Linked DNA regions of Mus musculus: region 2 is linked to region 1. A link is a contact called in public Hi-C data. All regions are on one chromosome and are shown on one strand. The core of a region is the stretch at or near the end of the contact, and the rest is flanking DNA. Distances in the headings are between cores, read along the strand shown.

Region 1 (6,999 bases), core at 3,326-5,825:
TTATATACTATACTGTGGGAACTCTAGGCTTTCATCCCCATATTACCAAGGGGCTTGTTACAATTTGAATTTTTTTTGGTATTGTTGTTGGTTTTGTTTGTTTTTTGTGATTTGCTGGAAGAGTTTAACTTCTACTTCCTAGCTGCCCTCATGTGGAACTTGGCCCTAGCAACAGGGGGACAGGATGGGAAATTCTGAAGGTCTGCTCGCCTGGGAAGAAAGGCTTGCCCTGTGAGCTGGGCTAGCAGGGGGCCCTGTGCCCTGGGTTGCAGCCATCTGGGCCAGTCTGCATTGTGGTTGGGGCAGAGGTAGAGGTAGCCACAGTGTACTATACTCCTATGCATCCTCTAAGTTTTCAGGAACAGATGTTGCTTTGTTTGATGTTTTCTCTTAGGACCATTTCCAGTGGCTTTTTTATTTTTAAAATAAGTATTTATGCCATAACAACTTAATCGCCTCAGACACCACATAGCCTGCCAAGCCTTGGGATCAGGCTGGACGTGGCTGCTTTCCTTTCTTGTTTGTATTGATTTTCACAGAATAATCACAGCAATCTCCAACACCCTAGCTTTGCAAAGATCTGATGCCGTCTAAATGAACATTGCCATTTAAAGCTGAAGTATAAACTCCTTCAAGCTAATTGTGTTATTTCCCTTCAAAATACAAAATACCTGCCTCCCCACTAAAGACTTGCTTTCATGGGCTAAGAATGGTGCACTGGCTCTTTTGCTAGGCATATACATGGATTTTGTTGTTAGGTTTTGTTTCTGAGACAGGGTCTAACTCTGTAGCTCAGGCTAGCCTGGAACTCATTATTTAGCCCAGATTGGCCTAGAACTCATGGCAATCCTCCTATTTTGGCTTCTGAGTGCTGAAATTACCACCAACTCTGACCCTTTCTGCCATTTCTGATGGAACTGCAAACACCACCATGGAGAAGCAACCCACACCAGCATCTTTACTGTTTGCATCATTCTCAGTGCCCTGGGAGCCATACCTTAGTGAGCTTCCACTGTCTAGTGGGCTCCTTTATACCTCTAAGAATATTCAAACAACCTCGTCCTTATGCTTTTCTGTTTGAGCTCAGCAAAAGAGCTGGTTTGATCTTGTCTAGCACCGAGTGTAAGAGATGTCTTTTCAACTTGTACACATGCATGCCTTCTATAGTGGGCAGTGGGGTAAGCTTAAGAGCTCTTCTGTCTATGGAACTCACCTTCCTGTGAGAGCCAATGATTCTTTTGTCTGGAAAGTGACAGGTTTGGGTATCCCTAGGTGGGATAATCTTAGCATAAAACACTGAGGTGGAAGACAAGACCCGTTGACTGTTAGTAAGGAGGACTTGGCAGTCGTTTAGCCTCAGCAGTGAGAGAGGTCATAGAGAAGGATGTGAAAGAACATCTCCCTTGGTCTCACTTCCAGAGGAAGAGAATAGCACCAGTCATGAGATGCCTTGTGGTGAGAATGGTAGCTTAACCACCACCCCTGCCACATAAGTCACATCCAGTTGGGGGTGATATAATGACCTTTGTTACCTGTTTGAACTTTTAATGAACTTTGTTTTACCCTGTAACCCTGTGTGTTAGTTAGCTTTCTACTGCTGTGAAAAAATAACAGGGGGAATGGCTTGTTTGATTCGCACATTCAGAGGTTTCTGAGGCCCTAACATCATGGTGGAAGCACATGATGGAGCAGAACTGGTCATATCATGGTGGCCGAGAAGCTAAGAGACACAGGAAATGACTTGGCTCCCAATATGGCCTTCAAGACACACTTCCAATGCTCTGATTCTTCCCATCTACCTCCTAGAGGTTTCACTAACTCCCTATAGAAGCTGGAGACTTCTGGGGCGGGGAGGGTGTGCACTCATGAGTATAACACCTTGTCTCAGTGGCATGTGGGGGAATGCAGAGGGTCACTCCCTCAGGTGAGAATAGTGCAGTGTCACAGACACATGACCTGAGGTGGAGACAATGTGCAGATGCCTCTGAGAGAGAATGTCAGCACTAGCCCTGGAGGTCTCCGGGGACTTGAAGACATCTTCTGGGGTTTCCAGTCATATACAGTTCAACGCTGGGACCTTCTACTTTAGCTGTTCTGGCAGACACTGGTCCTGGGACTTCAAGAAACTCCTCGGGGTCTCCCTGGCAGCTGGTTGAGAAGTCTTAGTTTTGCTCGTTTTATATCAGCTGTGTCAGCCCTCTCCTCATCCCCATGAAGAAGCTGAGCCCATGCAAACCACCTTGTGAGATGTGATCAAACCCCAGGTTATTATTGCCAGTAACGCAGGCATGACAACTTAATGACAACAGACAGGTGATTAATGGGAACACAAATAGAAACAAGTCACAGTGAAATTTCTTTGTCATTTCCGTTAGCAGGTCAGATCTGGTTTTAGCACTGTATGTGGCCTGTACTTTCCCAAGATGGCCTTAATCATACCTTTTTCCCATGGGGTCCTCTGGCGCATGACCACAACACCCTTGCCTCACAGAGGTGTGGTTCAACTTCCTGATACTGTTTGAGTCAGAGGTGTCCTTCAGGCGTGTGTTTGGACACTCAGCCTTCAGCAAGTGGCCCCCCTCTACAGGCTGTAAAGCCTTTGGCAGGTGGGGCGTGGCTGGCAAAGTGGGTTGGTGGGAGAGGATGGGCCTTGAGACCTGGCTCCAGTGCTTAACTCAGTACTCTCTGCTTCCCACTTCCTGCTGTGATGCGATCCGTGACCTGCTCTGGGCACCATGAACTTTGACAAGACTTCCCCACCAGGAAGGACTGTACTGTCTCAGCCTGTGAGCCAGCAGAAACCTTCCTTCCCAGGTTGCTTCTGTCAAGTATTTTGCCACAATGATGAAGAAAACTGACCAATGCCCTCCCCTCCCTTGGATCTGGGTGTACATGGGTCTTCTTCAACATGGGCTTTGGCAACCGATGTGCTGTGGCATGTAGCCAGATGGCTGCTGCCTTCCTGTGGGGACACTCCTGCTGGGGTCTTGGAGCCACTAGAGAAGTACAGATGGGCTGTGGACAAGAGTGCTTGGTACGTCCTGTCCAGCCTTTGACCAGCCTCAGTGGATTGTGGTCTCACTCAGAGTCCATCTGAAGTTGTGCAGGAGGCTTCAAGTGGGACTGACTCAGTGGAGGGGCCAGCAAGGAATCCATGTGTAAAGCTAATGGGGCTTGTCCAATAGTACACTGAGTCTTAGTTAATGCTGTTAAGTAGCAGCAGTATCCGAAGCACAGTTGGCATTACTGTTGGACTCCACAAAAGACAGGTCTGGCGTGAACAACCATGCATACTTAGCCATGCAGTGTGCAGTGTGGGCGGTGGAGGGATGACCTGGTCTGTCCTCACTCCACCCTTACAGATGTACTCACAGGCATCACTTGCCTGAGCCTGTGTCCTCTTCTGTAAAGCGGAGATTCAAGCAGAGCTGTTATGTGAGGGTCATAGCTGGCACCAGCTGCCACAAATTGACACCTTAGATGGACTCATTCTCTCTGTTCTGTAGGCTATGCATTTGGGGTCAGGGCAGAACAGCCAGGGCTTCCTAACTTCTTGTTGTGTGTTGTGCGATTTCTTCTTTGGGCATACTTGAAGAGAGGGAGTGTGTCTCTATGAAGACACTAATTCTGTTGGATCAGATCCCCGCTCAAATTCATGACCTCATTTAACTGAAATTTATTCCTGATAGGTTTTATCTCCAAATATAGTATGAGGTGAGGATATGTTGTGAATGTGAAGTTTGAAGGAGACACAATTAGTTTAGGGTGAGGGGGTTAAGGGGCTGGCCCCTGTGGCATGCAAGCGCCTGAGATCCATGCTATTACAGTTGCCATCTTCAGGCTCTTGCCCCTTCTCCTGTGTGCTGTTTCCAAATGACCTGAGACATGTCTGCATATTAGCAATATCTGCTGTGGCCTTGGGAGGGGAACTAGGACTTGCATGCCAGGGTTTCCCTGGGCCTGTGGTTAGCTTCCCACCTGGGAATCTGCAGGTCTGAAAAGCCTCTGAACCCAGCCTTCTGCTGCCTCCCCATTGGCTGTCCTGACCATCACCTAATGAAAGGCAAGGACCAGGAGGGACGGTTGAACAATCTTGGTTGGAGCTACTTTGCTCTGTACCTCAGTTTGACCATCAGCAACCTGACTTGAAGGTCTGTAGCTCCCAGAAGATAGAATCTGTCAGGGTGGGTGCCAGGAGACTGTGGGGGCAGTGGATACAGGCAGATCCTTGCTAGCCTTATGGGGTAGGTATCAATCTGTGGGCTTCCTCCACCCCCAACTACTCTTGAGCATCCTCAACATATTCTCTGCTGTTCTGATGCCCTGTTGCCTTGGAGACCACTCACAGGCTTCCTGGGGCTGAGGATGGAGGAGACAGTTCTGGGGTACTGGGAGGACAGAGTGACATCTTGGAGCAGCCCACAGGCCTGTACCACATGCCAGTCCTCTGCACCGCAGGAAGACCAAGGCTGAGAGTAGTCCTGTCTGGCTCTGGGCCAGGGCAGGCTCTTCCTAGCTGTTAAGGAGAACTGGAGCTGTCTTCTGTCTTCTACGCTCTCAGTGGGCGTGGAGCCAGCCGTGGCTCAGCTGAAGGGCCAGCAGGGGGCTACAGTGGTGTGGATTGTCAGGGCCTGCGGCTGTCACGCCTCTCTCACGGCTTCTAGCCTTTATTCAGGAGGATATTTCTCTTTCCAGTGCACACCACACACATTGGCTGATTTATAACCCAAACTATTGTTGGAGTTATGTGTGTGTTTCACCACTCTTAATTTATAAGTGAGGAAACTAAGGCACAGAGAGGTTAAAAATCTTGTCTGAATTCACACAACTTAGTAGACAGGTGCAGATGAGCCAAGCAGGCTAATCAGCATTTGTCCCCCTGGGTCCATGGTGTGCCTTTCTGTGAGCTTAGCCACCCTGGGGTCATAGTCTTTGGTGGAACATAGAGCTGTAGAATAGGGCCTAGGAAGGGTGGAGGTTGGCCTTGGACTTCTGCTCCCTCCTGCTGTGGTGGACACTGCGCTAGTTGCTTCTCAGCCCTGTGACGCCAAGCTTTGCTCAGCCTGGGCATGGCTGAGACAAGACACCACCTGAGATTCCTTATCTGAAGCACTCTGCTCATACAGTCTCATCACCAGACCCTGCCTCAGAAAACGGCCCTCAGGCGGAAGCCAGCCTCGGAGCGGCATGCCAATGCTTCCATTTCAGCCAGCTCTTGCAGCCTTTGCTCTAGCTTTCTGCTCCACACAGAGGCTCGCTTCACCCTGAACGTGCCATGGTCTGCCCTGTGACTTCCTGAATCGTCCCTTCCTCCTTCAGTGACGAACAGGCTCCCTTTCCTGAGCTCTGCTATAGACATTTGTCATCTGATCCTGGGTCCTGTTTGTTCCCTGATCAAATCATTTTTGTACCAGGAACAAGAAACCCAGTGAGGCTCCGCAGGCTGAGAGCAGAAGGCCTGGGTCCACTTATCCCAACCAGAAAGGTGGTGCCATCTCATTGTAGAGGGGAGGACCACACATCTGGTCTCCTGACCACGTCACGCTGGCACATACGTTCAGCCTGACTCCTTGCATTCTTTGGGGATAGTCTCACACATATTTCTAGACTCCAGATTTCTGCCTGTGAATGTCTGGAATGTGGCTAGGGAGACCAGCCACTGAAGCCAGGCCACAGATTTGCTTACATGACAGACTGCAAACACCCCCCCCCCTTTTTTTTTTCCCCATGACTGGCCTGGAAGTGTCTCTAAGAGTGGGTTTGGGAGAGGGGACATCAGTCAAGCATAGGCAATGAGGAATGTTGGAACAAACTTGGAGCTGCTGGTCCCAGGTGGCACCGCCCCACTGGGAAAGGTGCTTTGAAGTGGCACCACTAAGGTGAAAATGAGAGATGGAGGAGACGCTGGATGCTAGGGTACCTTGCATTTTGAGTGCAGCCAGCCCTCCCCAGGCTATAGATGGGTCTGAGTGGGAGTCTGATGCTTATAACAGAAAGATGGACCCGCACATTCTTGTGGTAGGCAGGGACAGGGCCTGTGTGGTCAGAGTCATGTCCTCTGTATGGTGGTCACCTGGCTGTGCCTGCAGACTACCTCCTCCCTGTCTCCTCTTCAGGGCCCTGTTGCGATTCCTGCTTTTCTCTCTCTCTGGCTGCTGCCCTTCCTGATTGAGGTGGCCACCGTTTCCATCTGTGGCTAAATCTGACGCCATATCCTCTCTTGTTTTTCTACCCCCACTAACTGCTTCTGTGGCCGAGTCATGTGTCCTGGCTTCCCTGCAGGTAAAGTGGTCATCTGACTTGCTTCTGACCAATGGAAGGAAAGGGAGGCTTTCCTGGGGCAGGCAGAAATCTGGCTTTCTGCATAAAGTCATGGAGTCTCATAAGTTTTTCTCTCCCTTTCCTGCCTGCCTCTCCCTTTCCATCTTCCCCTCCCTGGGGAGTGGAGTTCAGGATCCCATGCGTGCTGAGCTGAACAATGTATCTGTGTTGCATCCAGCCTGCTTTCCGGTGCTGTGGACATGCCATGCCTGCAGTCACAGTGGCTGCAGAATGGCTGGTAGCAGGATGAAAAGCTTGTTGGTTGAGCATCAGGAAAAAGACCTGACAATGTAGTACTGGACATCTTGGTTGAGGAAATAAAGAAATCAAGCTGGGGTTGGGCTCAAAGCTCCCTTCCTGCTAGCCAGTGCCAGAAAGTGCTATGCAGGCTGTTGGGCGAGAATTGTCACCAACTGGCTTACTCAGTTTCAGACTCTATGCCATAGGAGTGACCAGCCAGGCAAGAGGTGATAGTGGCAGGTCTGTTACAGGAACCATCATCTCTTTCTGACTGGAATTAGTGCCTGTTCCATGGGATGCAATTCAGGTCTTGTACTGTAAGTGAAGTCAAAAGCCCATGGCCTGGGAGGCCATAGGTCCTAGTGTGGAAGAGGTGGGGCAGGGGGAGAGGATGGCTCACTGGGAAGAATGGGACAAGAAGATCACAATGGGGAGGGG
Region 2 (6,659 bases), core at 232-2,731, 340 kb after region 1:
GCAGGTATGTCCCTGCTCTGGTCTGGGAGCCATGATGCTTTCTCTCCTCAAGCCAATCACGCTCAATCCACACCCCACACCAGCAGGGACCAAGCTCTTCAGACACTGCAGCCCAGGGGCAGCCTCCTTGCCACAGCCTACAGAAGGTCTGCTCTCAGCCCTCATGTTGGCACTTCACCCTCAGCCCCACCCTGTCCTCCATTCTACATCCAGTGTCCCACCTTGGAGGAGCCACTGGTCCAGAGGAAGCAAGAGGAGAGAGGCAGTGAGCAGACGCAGGGAATGTACAAACTGCAGCAAGGGCTGCCTAGGAAACTCAGGGAATGTTCCAGAGCCCAATAGAATCTTCTGTGTGGTGGGCCGCTCTTCCCTGGCTGATTGTGAACGATGGGCTCCCGTGAGATGAGGACCTGAGGTTTTTATGCTTTATTGAATTTTAAGTAATTTGAATTAAAAAAATGGAAGCTCAAATCAGTTCAGATATTTTAGAACTACTTGGGTATGTAAATCTCTTTCAACATAAACTCTATCAAATCTAAATGCAGATCGAGTGCTTCTGATAAAAATTTAGCTTTGGAATTGACACGGGCCAAAAGTATAAACCTCATCAGATTTCACAGGCTTAGCACAACACAAGAGTATGAGAAGCATTCGTTGATATTTTTACATTGGTTACCTACGGAATAGTAAATATTTTTGATATGTTGGGTTAAAGGGAATTAAGATAAATATAGCTAAATACTTAATATGCATGTAAATATTAACTGTCCCAATTAGCATTAACTGTCAAATTGTTACCACCTGAGAAAGAGTCTCAGCTGAATAATTGTCTTTATCAGATTGGTCTGTCAATGTGTTTGTAAGGGATTGTCTTCATTGATGATGTGGGAGGGCCCAGCCCACTGTGGGCAGCACCATTCCTAGGCAGGTAGTCCTGGGCTACATATGGAAGCTAACTAAGCATGAGCCTAAGAATGTACCAGCAAGCAGTGTTCCTCCACAGTTCCTGCCTCCAGGTTTCTGCCTTGAATTCCTGCCCTGACTTCTTCCTTCAATTACAGATGGACTGTGACCTGAAAATGTAAGCCAAATCCTTTCCCCATCAAGTTGTTTTTGGCCAGAGTATTTTATCACAACAGAATAGAAACTAGAGTAGTAACTAAATTTAACTTCTCATTAGCCAGGCTGTTGTAAACTTTTAAATTACCTACATGGCTTATGTGATCTTTCTATTCTACGGTCCTTTTCTAGAACATTCTTGGAAAGAGGAAGAAGGCCTCTCTGAAAATGTAATATTGGTACTGAGCCCTTCAGGAACGGAAAGAGCTTGGCATCTGGGGACCAGCGCATGCAAAGGTCCTGAGGCCCTTGGATGCATTTGACATGCACGAAGAACTGAAAGAAGATAGGTGCCTAGAAATGAGCCATCAAGGGAGGAAGCAGACCCCTTCGACAGGCAAACCAGGGGAAGTTGTACACAGAGCCCGACTTCCTGTCTCATGTGCTCTTCTGCATGAGTGGCACGGCCTCTCCTCCCTCTTCTCTGCTAGAAAGACAATGTCCTTCCAGTGTTCACAACTCGCTCCTGACACCGTGCTGAGGATTATGGGGAACACGAGCCAGTTTGGGGACACCACAGGCACAGTACAGAAAGTATATATACCACCTAAGGAACTGGAGTCAGTCCTGGACCCCACCTACTGGGAACATGTCATGGAGCACTCCCTCCCCCTGCTGTGTGGGACACTGGGAGAGATTAGGGCTGGAGTGGAGGGCCTGTGACCTCAGTCCCTTAAGGCAGTCCAACCTGCTGGTGGAGCCTTCACATATCCTCGCTCCCAAGGCCTTACTCCCTTCAGTAGAATCAGGACATCACATGGTCTTCCTGCCCCACAGCCACCGATCTGTTGAGGCCCACTAAAGAGATTACAGCATGCCTTCTACAGACACCCAGGGCCTCGAGGCCAGCACCACTAATCCCGACAAAGGATAACAGCCCCTAATTAATTCTTCGAATCTGATGGTGGTGTAAACGCCAGCCAGGCTGCCCGCCTTAATGAGTTTAATCGACTGGACTTGATGATTTTATTTGAAACCTAGGGCCGCAAATTAAGCTCTTAAAAATGTACTTGAACTTGATTGGCAACTGTAATCCCAACAAAGTCAGTTTAATCCCTGGGCTGCTTGGGCAAGAAAAGTCTGCGTGGTGCTCTGGGCTCCAAAGCACCCACGGGAGCCCCTCCTTCCTTGGTGCAACTGGCTGCCCTTGGCCTCAGCCCTAATTTACCCTATTGGCCACGTGGTGAATGACCCTGAACCCTTCATCAGTTCCTCTTACAGCTCCAAATGCCAAATGCCGTAGCTCTGTCTGCAGTCCCCTTCTCACCCACTGTGCCCTCCAGGGCAGAGGCCACTCTTGAAATCTGCTGACTAGGCATTGAGATGGCCAGTTTGACCGCACTGCCCCACACGTGAGCTCTGTGGCCTCATGCCCATCTGGGGTGGTGGACAGAAAAACTGGCTTCAGGATCTCCCTCACTTATACCCACAAGGTTCCTGGAAAGTTCTGCCTACCTAGGACCCTTCCTCCCAGCCGGCCTTTCCTCACACAGCTTCTGCACACGGTAAGCCTGCTCCTAAGCTTTGGAAGGTCTAGTGCAGAACCGCACTACCCAGTCAGGCTCAGCCCAGCCCAGCCCAACCCACAGCATCTGTCCAGTTTAGTAGTCTTTGAGAGTAGTGCTGGGACCATTGTTTTTGGAGGTGCCTGATTCATACTGCCACTTCTGTCCTCCCACCTCTATGACCCACCTCTCCACACAGCTGTGCTATGCCCCTCCTTTGGTCTTCAAGGCCTCAACATGTTTGGCAGTACCCAGTCTTAGCAATCAACTTTCTAAGACTAGTCCCTGAGCACAGCCTGGCCATACCACCCTGCACCTACTCTGGTCAGTTGTCCTGTCCTCAGCCTTTGCCCAGGTGTCCCTTCCTCCGGATCTGTGAGAGATGCCTGAGCAACCCAGAGGGCACAGGACCCTATACTTATACTATACTTCCTTCTCCACAGACAGACAGGCAGACACATACACACACACACACACATATACACGCACGCACACACATGCACAACACATTATCACTCACATGCACACACATTCACACATACACATCTACTCAGACACATAAACACATGCACATGCATGAACACAAACACATAAATACTCATATGCACACACATGCACATACATGCATATGCATGTTTGCAAGCTCCTGTGCTCTAGTCACAGAACAACCTGCCCAAAGAAGGCAACCTCTTTATGCTTCTTTGAATGGTTTTCCTTACCAAATTGGGCAGGCTCTTTCTGTTGGCAAGACCTAAAGCTGTACCCTGCTCACTGCAGGCACACTTTGAGGAATAGCTGATATCTTCAAATCAGCTCAGACAAGGGAATGAGGTCTCTGTCCGCACAGTGGGGACACAGGTGTGTTCCCTACATACCACCTATTCTAAAGCCACCTAAGGGCATGATTTTGGTTCTTTAATATCCACCAAGTGCCAGGGTAAGGAGTAAATGGAACCATGGCAGTTACAGGCCTGGGACCCTGAATGTCCTGTCCCCTGTGCCTCCTGCACCGGGTACCCACATTGCCATTTACATTGCCCATGGACCCAGAAAGCTGGTACAGCATATTTTCTGCCCCCTTCCCCACTGCAATGTACACACTAGGCTCTCCACCCGGCCCCACCCCTGCAACATCCTGGGCAGTCCGGCTTGATCAACAGCAGGATGCCTGGACTCCACCACTGCCACCCCCACCCCCACCCCCGGCTTCCTCATGCCTGTGACCAGAGGCCAGTGTTTTGATGAAATTTTCAGAAGCTATGCATCTTTCAGGAGCAGGGAGGTGGAGAGTCAGTGTGGAGGTGGGGAGTGGGGGACGGAGGTGGCGTAGTGGTAGGGGTGGGGGTCGGCATGGAGAATGGTGCTCCCTGGATATTTTCTCTTTGAGGAAGTTTGAGCCCAGTATCTGGCACAAGCCAAGGCAGTGATGTTGGCTGTCATTCGGCCCTGGTCTAGACAAGGCCTCTCGTGTCCTTGTCTTGCACTGAACGGCACAGGAGAGGAGCAGCTTCTAGCTACCGTCTGCTGGGCTCATCCAAATCCCAACCTAAGTTTCTGAATTTTAGATGCTAATGGAAGACAGAAGGTGGGAAATTAAGGGGCCTGAGGAATGGAAGAAGTCCCTCATCCTGGGGCCCAGGTTGCCTTCCTGCTGACTGAGCACTCGGAAGCTTCAACAGAACCGATAAAATCAAATTGCCCACAGAGATAATGCCTGCTTTCCTCAGAGACAACTCTCACAAGGCTGTGGAAAACAGTACGTTCTGCTTGTATGGGGACAGAAAGTCTGTCACCTGGAGTTTGACGCTGAGTGTTTCTCTCATCTAAAGCAAAACGGGGCTCTCTGGTAATTTTACTCCTTCAGGAAAGAGAAAAGTGAGCCAGTGCCTATCTCTATGCTTAGATTTAAACACTGTTAATCTTTAAGCCTTACTGTAAAGCACACCCTTTGGGTGAGTGACTTGGTAAACCCCAGGATCAAATGAAACCATTCTAAATTCTCCTAAGAGTGCCTTACAGCCTTGCTTGGGTGTAGCCTGTCTTTTTCCCATGTGTCCCTCCAAACACTGCTCTGCTGCCTGAAGTGTGTCCTCTTGTCATCTTCTTTTCTGCTTAGAAACTCACCAACTCTCTTCACTCTGGCTTATCTCCAAATTACTTTTTTGCTTGGGTGTAGTCAAGGACCTGACTTCACCTGAGTGGATGTCGCTAGGATCCGAGGGAACTGAAACTGCTCACATCCCTGCTGGGCTGTGGACGCTGGCACATCAGCAGACTCATAGTCAGCCAGTTCTAAGAACTCATTGCGGTACAGGATGCAGGCCACAGGGTCCAGCTGCCCAGAAGGGTCGGTTCTGGCAGGAAGTTTTCCTCTTCACAGGAAGGAGGAACTCTGTGGCTTTCTAGCTTGTTACCTCGGCTTTGTCTTATTGACTGGTGCACCATCGATCTCTCTCGTAGTCTCCCCGCAGCTGACCGTGGTCTGCTCTCCTTCCCCAGGCCAGGCGGCTTAGCCTGGAACAGGCTGGGTTGCCTCTGTGTTTTTCTCTCCATTTTGCAAACGCATTTTTACTCGTAGCATCTCAGCCCTTGACCCTCATTTTCCATCTCCAGTTTCATCTCCTTAAGCAGTCTTTTCCTTAATCCCTGCTCCTTTGCAGCCTTCCATGGGACGCCACTGGCTGCATGGTTTCTATCTCTCCATCTTCAACATTACCTTCTTACCTTTTCCCATTCTCTACATGTGAAAACTCTCCCCTTTCTTAAAATCTCGAATCTCTTCTTTCTAAATCCATGTCAGACATGATGGTGTCTATTCCTAGGTCTTGCTGAATTCTTAACTTTTGTCTCTCTGGGACCCTTCATGTCACTGGCTCCATCCGTGGCTGCTCTTCACAGTGGGAGGATCAAGGGAAGTTGAAAGTTGATGGTGGCCCTGGATGGCCCACAGCTTTAAGGACTGTTCAAGGAGCTTCACTGGGACGCTCCTGCTGAGTGGTTCGTGGTACCTCGGGATCACCGTGCCACAGTGTGTGGGAGTTGTCCTTGGCCTAAGGCCCACCCAGTCTCTCCTCCTACAGTTCAGCAGCCACCACGGGCAGAAGACTGGTTTGCTGAGCCTCTGACACTACAGAAGGTGTCTTGAGTCCCAGGGGACCCCCACCTACCACCACCCAGGCTCTGGCCTCCATGGAGGTCTTCCTCCAAAGCCTGAGAGCAGAATTTACTCCACATGAAAGAGCTCTGAGCTCCACTTTCAAAGTATTTGGGAAAATAAAATAGAAAGATAGGGGACCCTAATTCCATTCCCGACAAAGAAGGGCTGTATGAAAGCCCCAGATGAAGCCAGCCATCTGCTGTGCTGTGAGGACGTGGCCAGAACGTGGCAATTGGGCAAGTTGCACAATAGTGTTTGCGTAGTCGTAGTTCAAATCTCAAGTGTCTCCCCCAAAAGCTCATGTAGTTCAAATCTCAAGTGTCTCTCCCAAAAGTTCATCAGTGGAACACTTGTTCCCTAACTGGTGGAGTTGCTTGGGGAGGTTGAAGAGACATTAGGAAGTGGGTCAGTAGGGCTAGGTCTTTGGTTGTCATAGCCATCCTCCTGGTTGTATCCTCTCTGTTTCCTGGTCCTGTGTGTAAACAGCCTCTGCCACACCCTTGGTCATCCACACACAGCCACTCCTCCCTGCCCTCCCTGCTGTAAGCGAGTGAAACTGAGATCAAGTAAACCTTCCCCCCTTCAGATGCTCCTGTCAGACATTTTCTCACGACAACACAGTAACTAATGCACAGAGCCCAGCCTGTTTCTAATGCACATAGGGATGCAGTTCTCTTTCTTCTCATGTTTTTCTTTCCTTTCTTAAGGAGAAAATGGTGTGTGAGTGTTTGTGGAGGAGTGTGTGTGGAGGTGTAGACCTGTGTGTATATAAGTATGTGTATGGCGTGTCTATGAGGAGGCGTGTCTGGAGGAAGGGTGTGTTTGTGTATGGTGTGTGTGTAGTGGTGTGAATGTGTGGGTGTGTATGTAGAGGGGTG

Evidence for each region. A called contact is a pair of places that touch in the nucleus more often than the background predicts.
Region 2: a contact with region 1 is called in a Hi-C map of bone marrow-derived macrophages, with 18 read pairs. The contact joins two enhancer-like sites. A contact is called at or near these places in 1 of 39 promoter capture datasets (embryonic stem cells), 4 of 484 Hi-C or Micro-C datasets (bone marrow-derived macrophages, cerebral cortex, liver and 1 more) and 2 of 115 datasets of contacts at active chromatin or transcription factors (embryonic basal ganglia and pancreatic cancer cells).

Annotation. Positions count from the first base shown.
Region 1 is chr6:88,955,551-88,962,549 of GRCm38.p6, forward strand. No RefSeq gene overlaps it. Among named protein-coding and RNA genes, the nearest start is that of Gm36409, 15 kb to the right of the region's middle. Within about 2 kb of position 4,576, at least 91 of the 459 cell types and tissues checked have an H3K27ac peak or open chromatin away from gene starts, as enhancers often do. A contact at or near this core is called in bone marrow-derived macrophages, where this site is marked.
Region 2 is chr6:89,295,125-89,301,783 of GRCm38.p6, forward strand. No RefSeq gene overlaps it. Among named protein-coding and RNA genes, the nearest start is that of 4930512J16Rik, 13 kb to the left of the region's middle. Within about 2 kb of position 1,482, at least 29 of the 459 cell types and tissues checked have an H3K27ac peak or open chromatin away from gene starts, as enhancers often do. A contact at or near this core is called in bone marrow-derived macrophages, where this site is marked.